Regions from separate parts of the Triticum aestivum genome. Here region 2 is linked to region 1. A link is a contact called in public Hi-C data. All regions are on one chromosome and are shown on one strand. The core of a region is the stretch at or near the end of the contact, and the rest is flanking DNA. Distances in the headings are between cores, read along the strand shown. Region 1 holds the start of LOC123181948 (UPF0603 protein OsI_019212, chloroplastic). Region 2 holds the start of LOC123181949 (RNA demethylase ALKBH10B).

Evidence for each region. A called contact is a pair of places that touch in the nucleus more often than the background predicts.
Region 2: a contact with region 1 is called in a Hi-C map of leaf, with 7 times the contacts expected there. The contact joins the promoter of LOC123181949 here to the promoter of LOC123181948 in region 1. A contact is called at or near these places in 2 of 5 Hi-C or Micro-C datasets (both in leaf).

What each region holds. Positions count from the first base shown.
Region 1 is chr1D:345,094,434-345,099,853 of IWGSC CS RefSeq v2.1, reverse strand. It overlaps LOC123181948 (UPF0603 protein OsI_019212, chloroplastic), which reads left to right and starts at 2,446. Exons shown (of 3, transcript XM_044594370.1): 1 at 2,446-2,948; 2 at 3,050-3,242; 3 at 3,350-3,886. The coding sequence starts at 2,520. The coding sequence ends at 3,597. It overlaps LOC123181947 (GDSL esterase/lipase At1g54790), which reads right to left. Exons shown (of 5, transcript XM_044594369.1): 3 at 5,278-5,420; 4 at 4,740-5,010; 5 at 4,000-4,384. The coding sequence ends at 4,116.
Region 2 is chr1D:345,401,026-345,406,445 of IWGSC CS RefSeq v2.1, reverse strand. LOC123181949 (RNA demethylase ALKBH10B) reads left to right here and starts at 2,425. Exons shown (of 7, transcript XM_044594371.1): 1 at 2,425-3,167. The coding sequence starts at 2,618.

The sequences.
Region 1 (5,420 bases), core at 1,197-3,696:
ACACAAACATTTTTTGAAACATGTGAGCATTTTTTAAATGTCACACTTTTTTTAATTATGTGAACGTTCTTTTATATTGTATAACAGTTTTGCTAAGTCTTAGTCGACTTCGACTTCGGTATGTCTCAGTCGATGGTATATTTCTTTGATCTTGCATGAAGATTCGTACACATTTTCTTTCTTTTCAGTTTAATTTTTCTTCTTCTTATACTATGTCACTTGACTGAGACTTGGTTAAGTCTCCTCAACTAAGACCTAGCCACACCCATTGTATAAACATTTTCTAAACGCGCTGTGAATGTGTTTAAATCTAAGCAAAATAGTGTCAATTTTATAAATATAACCAAATAAAAGTAATAAAAAAAGAAAAACATGTGCTGGGCCGGCTCTGGAGGCAAGAGCTCCCTTCGGGGTCGCTACAAGCGACATATAGTAAAAAATATATCGTCTGGGTGTAGGCGTGGCCGTGACAGTGTCCTGTGCTCCTTGAGCATCTTCGCCGCCCAACGCGCGGCGTGCTAAAAAAGCGTCTGCAGCGCGTTGATCGTCTATTTTTCACCGCCGCTTGAACATTGTGGAAATCAAGATTTATCTTACCTTCCGGTTTTTTCAATGGCTTCACAAATGTTTGCCACTTCGGGTAGATGTCATCTGCAAGATAGTAGCCATAGTTGTATGTACGGTCATTTGCTACAAACTGCACCGGTGGCAGTTCACCATTTGCAATCTTATTCATCAGTGGTGACCGATTAACAACGTTGATGTCATTCAAAGATCCAGGCATTCCATAAAAAGCATGCCAAATCCAAGTCTCTTGATCGCTTCAAGGATTATAGTGGAACCTTTTTTTTGGCCATGGAATTGGCCATGCCATGCCTTAGGACAATTCTTCCAACTACAATGCATGCAATCTATTGAGCCAAGTATAGCTGGGAAGCCGCGAGCTTTGTTCATTTCCAATAGCCTTGCGGCGTCTTCAGCATTGGGAGATCTCAAATATTCCTAGCCAAACACTTGCATAATTCCGACTGCGAAGCGCTTGACACACATGATGGCTTGACTCTCACCCATGGCCAAGTGATCATCAACTAGATCAGCTGGGATACCGTATGACAACATACGCAAAGCGGTTGTCACCTTCTGAAAGGTGCTATGCCCGAGCTCTCCGGCGGCATTCCAACTTTGCTGAAAAAACCGGTCATGGCTCGCTAGTTCCTCTGCAATGCGTCTGAACAACTCGGTGCTCATCCTAAGCCGGCGCCGGAAGTACGACTGGGGGTACACGGGATTATCCGCAAAATAGTGCCTGATCAATCTGTTGTGGGCATCGATCCTATGCCTCCAAATTTTCTGCCGACCCATAACCGAACCACTGTGCTTCGGTTTTTTATTGATGTGCATAGTTAGGATCATTGCAAGATCCTCCTCTTCTTCCATATCAAATTCTTCTTAGGAAGAATCATATGACGAACTCATCTACAATGTTCAATTTAAAATAGGCTATAAAAACTACAAACAACATGCACCAAATTCATGTAAAAAATGTGAAGTTGAAGCAATACATACCTTGCAAGCGTTCTGTCGAACACCTTGCGGGCGCCGAGCGGCAGTGGACGGCCGGGCACTGTTGTCGAAGGACTGCCGCGCGCGAGGGGCGGCGGTGACTAGAGGGAAACGGAGGAAGCAGCGGCGGCGCGGGGATAGGCCGAGAAAGCGCCGGAACGGTTGCCGAAAGAATGGGATGGCGCGGGCGGCGGCGGCGGGAGCGGCTGAATGGGGTAGGTGGAAGTTGTGAACGGGCGCTCGAGTGTCCAGCGCGCGGGAGCGCGCGCAGCAAATAAACAGCGGCGATGGCATTTCGACCCGCGCGCTGAACTAGTTATGTCGCACGCGCGGTTTTTGCGCCTCCACTGAAGCGCCCGGAGTGGTAGCGTGCGTAAAACCATTAATTTTTCAGGGCGGCGTTTATATATCACGTGTGTTGGAGATGCTCTTACGCCGATGGAGCGCAGGGAGATGCGTTTGCTCCCCTGCGACTGGAGAAAATAACGAGGATATCGATGGTGAGGCTTGACTGATGTGGTGATGCCTCCTGGAGGTGTCGATCGATGATCAATCGAAGCAGGTCTGTTCTGCTAGCTTCTCTGTGCTGAGCGGCCCTAACTCAAATCTTTAGTCTCTGTTTGCTGCTCGCATTTGCGTCGCTTCTTTGCTTATTGGTTATTGGTTATCTTTGGATCTTTTCATTTCCGTTCACCATCTCTCTAGTCTGTAGACACAAACAGCAGAGAAAACCCATAGCTACGCAAACTGCGAACTCCATCGCATCGTGATAGGGACAGACATGTCCGGGCGTCCACGCTGGCGCCCGCCTTATCCGGCTCCGGAATCCCAGCCACCCAATCACGATCCGACTCGAGTGACGCCGCTCGCACAAACAAAATGGACGCGGCAGAGCAACTCCGGCGTGATCTCAGCCCCGCACAACCCCCAAAACCTCCCGCTCCGCGTCCGCGGCCATGGAGACCCTCCTCTCCCCCTCCGCATTGCTCGGCCCGCTCCGGGTCTCCAGGAAGCCAGCGGCCCCCGCCGCCGTCCCCTGCAGCAGGCCCGCCGTCTCCTGCTCGCTCAAGAAGCAGGCGCAGGCGCAGGCGGGCGTCGCCTGGCGCGGAGACGGCGACGGCGGCGTCGGGAGCTGGGCGTCGTTCTTGCACCACGGCCTCGCCGCCGCGGCGCTGTCCCTGGCCCTCACCCTGTCGCCCGCGCCCGCGCCGGCCGCGGCGTCGGAGTTCGACGTGCTCAACGACGGGCCGCCGGCAGACACGTACGTGGTGGACGACGCCGGCGTGCTCAGCCGCGTGACCAAGTCCGACGTGAAGCGCCTCGCCCGCGACCTCGAGGCCCGCAAGAACATCCGGATCAACTTCGTCACCGTCCGCAAGCTCACGGTACGTGTACTGTCTGGTCTCGATCAGTAAGCAGCTCGTCGCCGGCGGCCGGCTAAGCTAGCTCACTCATGCTCTCGCATTGGGTACGTGTATCTGTGCAGAGCAAAGCCGACGCGTTCGAGTACGCGGACCAAGTGCTGGAGAAGTGGTACCCGACGGTGGAGGACGGCAGCAACAAGGGGATCGTGGTGCTGGTCACCAGCCAGAAGGAGGGCGCCATCACCGGCGGCCCGGCCTTCGTGCAGGCCGTCGGCGACGCCATCCTCGACGCCACCGTCTCCGAGAACCTCCCAGGTACGTAATTACCTTCCCCTTGCCCCTAATGGCCGTCAAATGCTACGATGTTCATCACTACGGCCGCGACGGAGCATGAGCGTTTGATATGCTCGCATGCATTGCAGTGCTGGCGACGGACGAGAAGTACAACGAGGCCATCTTCTCGACGGCGAAGCGGCTGGTGGCGGCGATCGACGGGCTGCCGGACCCGGGCGGGCCGGCGTTCCAGGAGAGCAAGCGGGAGTCCAACTTCAAGAGCAAGGAGGAGACGGAAGAGAAGCGCGGCCAGTTCACGCTCGTCGTGGGCGGCCTGCTCGTCATCGCCTTCGTCGTGCCCATGGCGCAGTACTACGCCTACATCTCCAAGAAGTGATCCAGCAGCGTGCAGTGTACAGTACAGTAATTTTTGATATTCCCCCAGTTTTCTGCTCGAATTTTAGAAGTGAACAGAGAGAGATCAATGCAAGCGCACCCGCGCTCGTGTGCAATGTTTGCCTGTTTGGAACTAGGAAATTTTACAGAGCACACACTTCAGTTCCCGCAGGATTCGGAAAAAGAAAATCTCACCCAAACAGGACGTATTAATTCTTCTTACGATAGCTCAACTGGATAATGTGATTACTGGTGATTAATCTGGATGCAAATCTACTCTTTCTTGCCAAGATTCTTTAGTAGCTTCAATTGCTTGCAAAATGTGAAGCAAAAACTTGCATGCTACAACGAAATTTCGAGTAATTTTGCATACAGAGAGAACAGGGAAGAACATGGTTTAAACTAATGAAAAAAGAAGCTATATGTGATTATTGACATGTGATAAATAATACATCTGTTGTGGTCAATACAACATTACATTGGTTTACTAATTCAGTTGTGGGAATAAATACCCGCTCATTAGAACCTCGGTTTTATAAGGAATGGCATCTTGTCGACGAACGGAGGATCTGAGTACTTCCCGGTCAGAATCTGCGATGTAACGTGGAAATTTGCAGCTTCCGTGTAATGTATTCCATCCCAGTTGACATACTCAGTGCTGTCACTGCATCCTTTCGCGGTTACGAGATTACCGTTAACAGATTTCGTCTGTCCACACGGCACTCGGCCATCATAATTCAGGGGTGGTCCTCCGTATCCACAGCATGCTTCGGTGGGACTTTCAAATCCTGTAAAAGTTTGAAAGTGGGAATTTAAAAAACATTACTTCTATAATCGTTAAGAATATTACTGCGTTGATATTCCGACGATGAGGTATCATGAAAACTGATAATTCAGCATATGTAAAAATCCCTAGCACAAGAAAGTTGAGAAACTAGAAGACAGCATGAGCAAAGAGCCAAAATCTAAAGCGTCACTGTTTCCTCTCTTTTACTCCAAATGATAATCATATTTGAAGCATGATTAGTAATCTTGAAACATCTTCCTAGACCCTATTGATATGATATACTGACAAGTCCAAATGATTTTTTATGCTTGGTTTTCTTGATAACAAGAGAATGTGGTTAACTCTAGTTTGCATACCATATCGAGAGTAATTGCCAATCAGGGCATATTTGATGGAGTAGATGTCGATGTAAGTGATATTAGCTCCAGCAAACTGGCCTCTCAACTTTGTGCAAAGTGCATGCAGCTGTAAGTTGAAAATCTTTGCAGCACGATTGTGCTTTGCTACACAATGAAGTTCATCCAGTTGTGTTGGGTCTTTGCCAAAAAGATCTATGTTTTGAGGTAAGCAGCCAAGAGGACCTGTGTTGTGAATCCAGAACTTCCTGGCACCCTGATCGTATAGAGTCTGAAATAACAAGGAACACATAGGGGGTGTTTGGTTGTATTAGAAATGAAGAAAAATATACTAAATGTGAGGCACTTATTTGAAAAAGTATATAACTCAAGAGTAATACCAAGATATACATGATACAGAATCTGAAACCTATATTAACTACAACAGAGATTTTTACCTCTATTAACAATGTGATTACCAAAGTGCAATGAGGCAAAATGACAATTAGTCCATGGACTGAAAAAAAATGGAACCATCAAGCACTATGTATTTACAAACCTTGAGCCCAGTTTCAAATTCCAACAAAATAGTCGGAATGGATGCAATGACTTGGTCCTCTGTTCTGGAGTAGAATTGACCAGCAAGGTCATTTTGACCTATATCAAACATGTAGAGTCCCTTCGAAAAGTAATCCAACTGAG
Region 2 (5,420 bases), core at 1,176-3,675, 310 kb before region 1:
CGCCAGAGTAGTTCCGCCGCTTACCTCGTCGTCGAAGTGGATCTGCGCCGGAGGAAAAGCTTGAGAGGGGGGAAATGGTGGCGGGAGTTTTGCCGCGGCGGTCACCCTCGATATATAGGGTGACCGAATCGGTGGGCGGTGACTCGAATTCATCCCGCCACTTTTTTTGGAGATGCGCCATCGCTCCCGCCATCACCCTCCCTTGCGCGGGCGGCGTTCCCCTCCCCTGCATCGCTCGAGCCTGGCTCGCTGGAAACAGCCGATTCGGCCGTTCCTAGAGGGCCTGGCTGAGGGGTGCTTTGAGGTTCGTGCTATGCGGGCCAAACAGTAAACACATGCATCCAAACATCCCATTTTCGTCCGTGCTGGTCTGGCCCGACCTAATGCAGCTTACCAAACACACCCTTGATGTGCGGCATGGCGACTCGGATGAGATGATTGGCCATATGATTGTCGCTCCGTCTCACCTATGGCCATGAGGTGTGGGCCTGGGTTCTACAACGAATAGGAGTGCAACAACTTGCCTCAATCGAGGCAAACATTCCATCTTGTCTTAATGGACCGTGGCTAGCGCCTGGGTGCGAAGCTTGCCTTAGGGGAGGGTTCTCTATTGCCTTATGCGTGCTCTGCTCTATCTTGATGGAAAGAAATCACATAAACTTTAGGAGAAAGTCGCAACATAAGTTCATGATTACCAATGGCTTTAAGGATGTTGGTTGTCGTCGGAACCTACATCATCTCCAAATGATAGCTTGAATGTGTTGGTTTCAGCGTGAATAGGGTTTTAGGATGTTGTGCGTAACTAGGGTCATCACTTGTAATGCTCTTGCAACAAAGAAACCTCTTCTGTATTGTAATATATACACAACCATATGTTGGCCCATCCTAGCCAAACGGTTCCATCTTCTCGCGGTGGAGAGAAGCCAGCACCAGGCGTGGTGACCGCCTTAGGAAAGTGTTCAACTCTATTACCCTATGCATGCTTCGTTCTATTTGGTTGGAGAAAAACCGCACAACCTTAAAATCACAAGTCACAAGCTACCCTCACGACGACCGACGACATTGACATCGGTTGCGACGACTGAAATCTTCTAGCAATTAATATGCATAATTATGCGGCAAATAAAATCAGATGCGGAAACACTTTACTCGTTGGCGTTCGCGTGATTTGTGTGGGACCGACCAACTGTAGTTAGGGAGATCTTGTGCGGAAACCATGAGCGTTGCTGAGGTTTAAGATGTGTGCATGAACCGCATCGTTGAATCGTTGTTGGACATGTGATCATTTGACCGAGCACTGCCCCACCAGTCATTGTCTTTGCTCATATCGTCGGGTGGATGAGTTGATTGACAATATGCTCGTCGCCCCTTCTCACCTATGCCCATGAGGCATGGGCCTATGTTCTACAACGAATAGGAGTGCATTGGTTGCTATTGAAAGCTTGTAGGCATTAAAGATTATGTGCGTGACTACGATCGTACCCTATAATGCTCTTGCAACAAAAGATCTCTTACATATCTTAATACATACACACATATATTCATAGCCCCCCGCCCTCTCTATCTTTCCCTCTCTCTTTGAAAAACACATCTAATGAAAAGAAGATACGTCGTACAATAGAGAACACTGAACTCTTAGACGTGGTCATTGTGGGAGGCCATCTATTTTCGCAGCAAAAAGACAAACCCTATGAAAATCGTACACATAAATCTAAGAGATGGTCAAACCATTGTGGATATCCAATGCATTCTGCATACCCCATCTTCAAATCTCAAAACCGCGTGATTTTCTCAAATGGGTAAGCATGCAAATACCTTTTTGTTGTTGTTGAGAAAAGCATGCAAATAGCTGGATAATTCATTGATCAAATTACCTACTTCCCAAAACAGGGTTCTACCCTCGCACATTACAGCCTATCCTTACGCGGTTATTACAGCCAATAGAGAAAAAAACTTCCGTATTCGCCTGTACCCAATCATGTCTTGCACAAACAAGAACAAAAAAACGAACACGGATGCGGGGCCCTGAAACGGACGGCTGGGATGGTGCGCGGTCCAACCAGGCTCCCACGCATGGCCACCCGGTGTCCCGGTCCACGATAAGGCCCAAGGACCGGGTGCACGCCGTCGCCGCGCATCCCGAGGCCATCCGCCGCGGCGAGCGACGTCCCCGTGCGCCGAATCGCGGCGCAGCCCATCTCTGCGGAGGGAGCGAGCGCGCGGTCCACACGCGCCCCCGTAGGCCGGGTCGAGTCGAGCCACCTCCTATAAAGCGAGGCTGACCTTAACTAACTGCTGCCACCACCTTGTCGGATCTGCGCCCGTACCCGCTAATCCGCCGCCACGTCACCCTGCCCGCCCCTGGGCGCTGTTGGTTACGGGTACCCTCGGCCGCTTCTTCTCCGGGGGTATTTATAGGCGCGCCCCCGAGAGAGAAGCGCTCCCCACAATCCCAAGCCGATTTAGAACAGGCAGGGCGTCCGTCGAACACTTTGACGCCATTACAAAAAGCTTGGGCGGAGAGAGCGCCACGCATCACACGGGCCGGGAATCGAGAGGGAGGGAGAGATAGCCGGTGGTTAGTGCGTTGAGTGGTACCCTGGCGATCGCGGGAGGGATGACGACACCGGCGGCGGGGGCCCCGGGGTCACCGGTGGCGGCGCCGGATCAGGTGGCGGCCAGGGACGCCGTGATCGGGTGGTACCGCGGCGAGTTCGCGGCCGCCAACGCCGTGATCGACGCGCTGTGCGGCCACCTCGCGCAGATCGGCGGGGCCGACTACGACGCCGTCTTCGCCGCGCTCCACCGCCGCCGCCTCAACTGGTTCCCCGTCCTCCACATGCAGAAGTTCTACTCCGTCGCCGACGTCGCCGCCGAGCTGCGTCGCGTCTCCGGCGCCCGCGCCGCCGCGGCCGCCGCCTACTCCGAGGAGGAGGCCGCGTCCACGGTGATCCACGAGCCCATGGACGAGCTCGTCGTCACCGTCGCCGCGGAGCCGGACCCCGAGCCCGAGCGCGAGCACGAGCCGATACCGGAGGCGCAGCCCGATGTCTCCGTCCACCCCGTCGACGCGGACCGCGAGCCGGAGGCGGACGGCGAAGATTCCTCGGGAGATTCGTCGGAGCGGAAGGCGGCCTCCACGGAAGACGACGCCGCCCACGACGGACGTAAGTACAATCATCTCTATTAATTTTTTTTTGCGAGTGATATCTATTAATTAATCCTCGTGTGCGCGTAGTGTTATTTACCCTTTTTTTCCCTTAAGATTTCCCTTTCCGGACGCATTTGAAATTTTCCGTTAGTTTCAATCTGTCTGTCGAACCGATCTCCCGTTTTGGCCCTCGCTCCGCATACGGTTGGATCTGGTCGTTTCACCCGTGGTTTCTTCCGCAAGCTTTTCCCACTTGAATATCTCCTGTTTTATTGGGGCCTAATAACCAAAAAAGGGTCCGAATTAGGCTTCCAAATGACGTTTTCTTTATGGCTAAAGCGGCATCGTTAATAATAGTATTCACGCCAGTTCGACGAACCAACACGTACCGGGCCCATTACGTCTGGTGGTTAGGGGGAAAAACTGGGGCGAGAGAGCCAATAATTTCCCGTGCAGCCCCACCATCGGCGGAGTTATTCAGCCCTCGTTGGGAGGATCGGACGGCGGAGACAGCCTCGGCCGGTCAATCCTGGCCACCCGTGGCGGCGGCGGCGGCCCGTGAAACGGCATCACGAGGTCGCTGGAACTGCAAAACCCTACGGCTTTTCTCCAGACGCCGTCCCCCGCTCTCTGTCCGTGCGCAAACTTTATTTCCGGCTCGCCTGCACGCACCCTCCTCGCTCGGCCACCCTTTTGGGAAAGTACTGACCAGTACGGCCGCTACCCGCCACCAGTAATTAGCTCATGTGTTTACTTTTGGTGTGGGGGCTTTGCCAAATTAATGTACTCCTGGTACAACCATCACCTGTCGGGGGTGCAAAACGTGCCGCGCCGTGGCGGGGACTCTGACGCCTTTGTCCTGCCGGCCGGCCCGGCCAGCAGCCAGCTCGCGGCGGTTCCACTCCAGCGGCCTCGAGGGCACCACCGTTGTGTGTTGCGGTCTGGTGAGGGGCGCCAACAGGCTGCCATGGGGCATATGCTCCAGCGATGCTAGGCTGTAGCGTCGCGGAGGGCGGGCGGCATAAAATATTTCAGGTGAATCTGGTTAGCATGTGTCCGGGGGTCACCAGATTTGGCAACGGCGGTCTCGACAAAACCTTTGCATCCTTCGCCCCTTTTGAATGGGGAGATTAACTAGCGATGACACCGAGTTTGAACCTCTCTGCTTTGGAGTCGTTTTTAACTTTCGGGCTGTGTTTTTAAGTGCTCCGCGGCTCGAGATGAGGTCTGCCATCTTCATCTTCGGGCTGGGGTGACGAATGATCACGCTTGGTCACCAGGTCAAAAAATAAAAGGAGAGTCGGGAATGCATTTCTTATACGCAAGAAAAGAAAATCAACGAATAAATTTGAAAGTTTTCCAGAATGGGCGAACTTTATGAGTTTTGATTTGTCATCTCTGTTTCCGAGATTGACTGGCCGTGGTTGCATTTGTCACGTCGCTACAAAGTTGGACACGTAAGAGTTGACATTTTTTAGAGGGAATAATTTTCTTTTTTCTTGAATAAAATACTCTGGATTGTCATGATACAACATGTAGGGTTAATTTTTTAAGAAAATTTGCTCATCAGGTTAGTTCACTGTCACCATGAGAGCGACGCGAGTGATTGCAAAGAGCATAGAACCAAATCATGCACCATAATCTTTTTTAAGTTGTAGCAATTCGAAATGCCACGCATAATAACTTGTGCTAGGAATCCCTTGGGGGGACACACAGCTAGAATTCAATGGTATAGTTTCAGTGGAAACACGAGTCTTTTGCCCAGCGCCTCCTACAGGACTTTTGGGAGACATGCCCTGCAGCCGGAGGCGTGGCCTACGCGAGTACAATTCCTTTGGTAGTATTGGCGTGGGTCTCATGAGGAGGGCGTCACCCCGGTCAGAATTCAGAGCCTGGCGCCAGCGGCGACGACCCGTCTGATCGCAATCAAACGGAAGGAGCGAGCGAGTTAATGGACCCACATGACCGCCACCGTGGAAAATTAAATCCCTGCACGCCTCCTTCTTTCCACCACGGCCTGCACGTGTCGAAGAGCCACTCGACTGGACCCAGATCGGATTCGAGAAGCCCAAGATCTCCGGCCGAGGCAGGCTGGATCTGGTGCCATGCCGATCGAAGTGGCCGCTCCTCCGACTCTGAGCTGTACACGTGGCCCGCCCTCGGCCGCTGGCTGCTGGGTCCGGCCCAATCAACCAGGCATTTCGTGGGCCCCCCTGGCCGCGTTTCTTCTCGAAAGACCGTCCGGAGAAAACCGGTACACCTGTGGGCC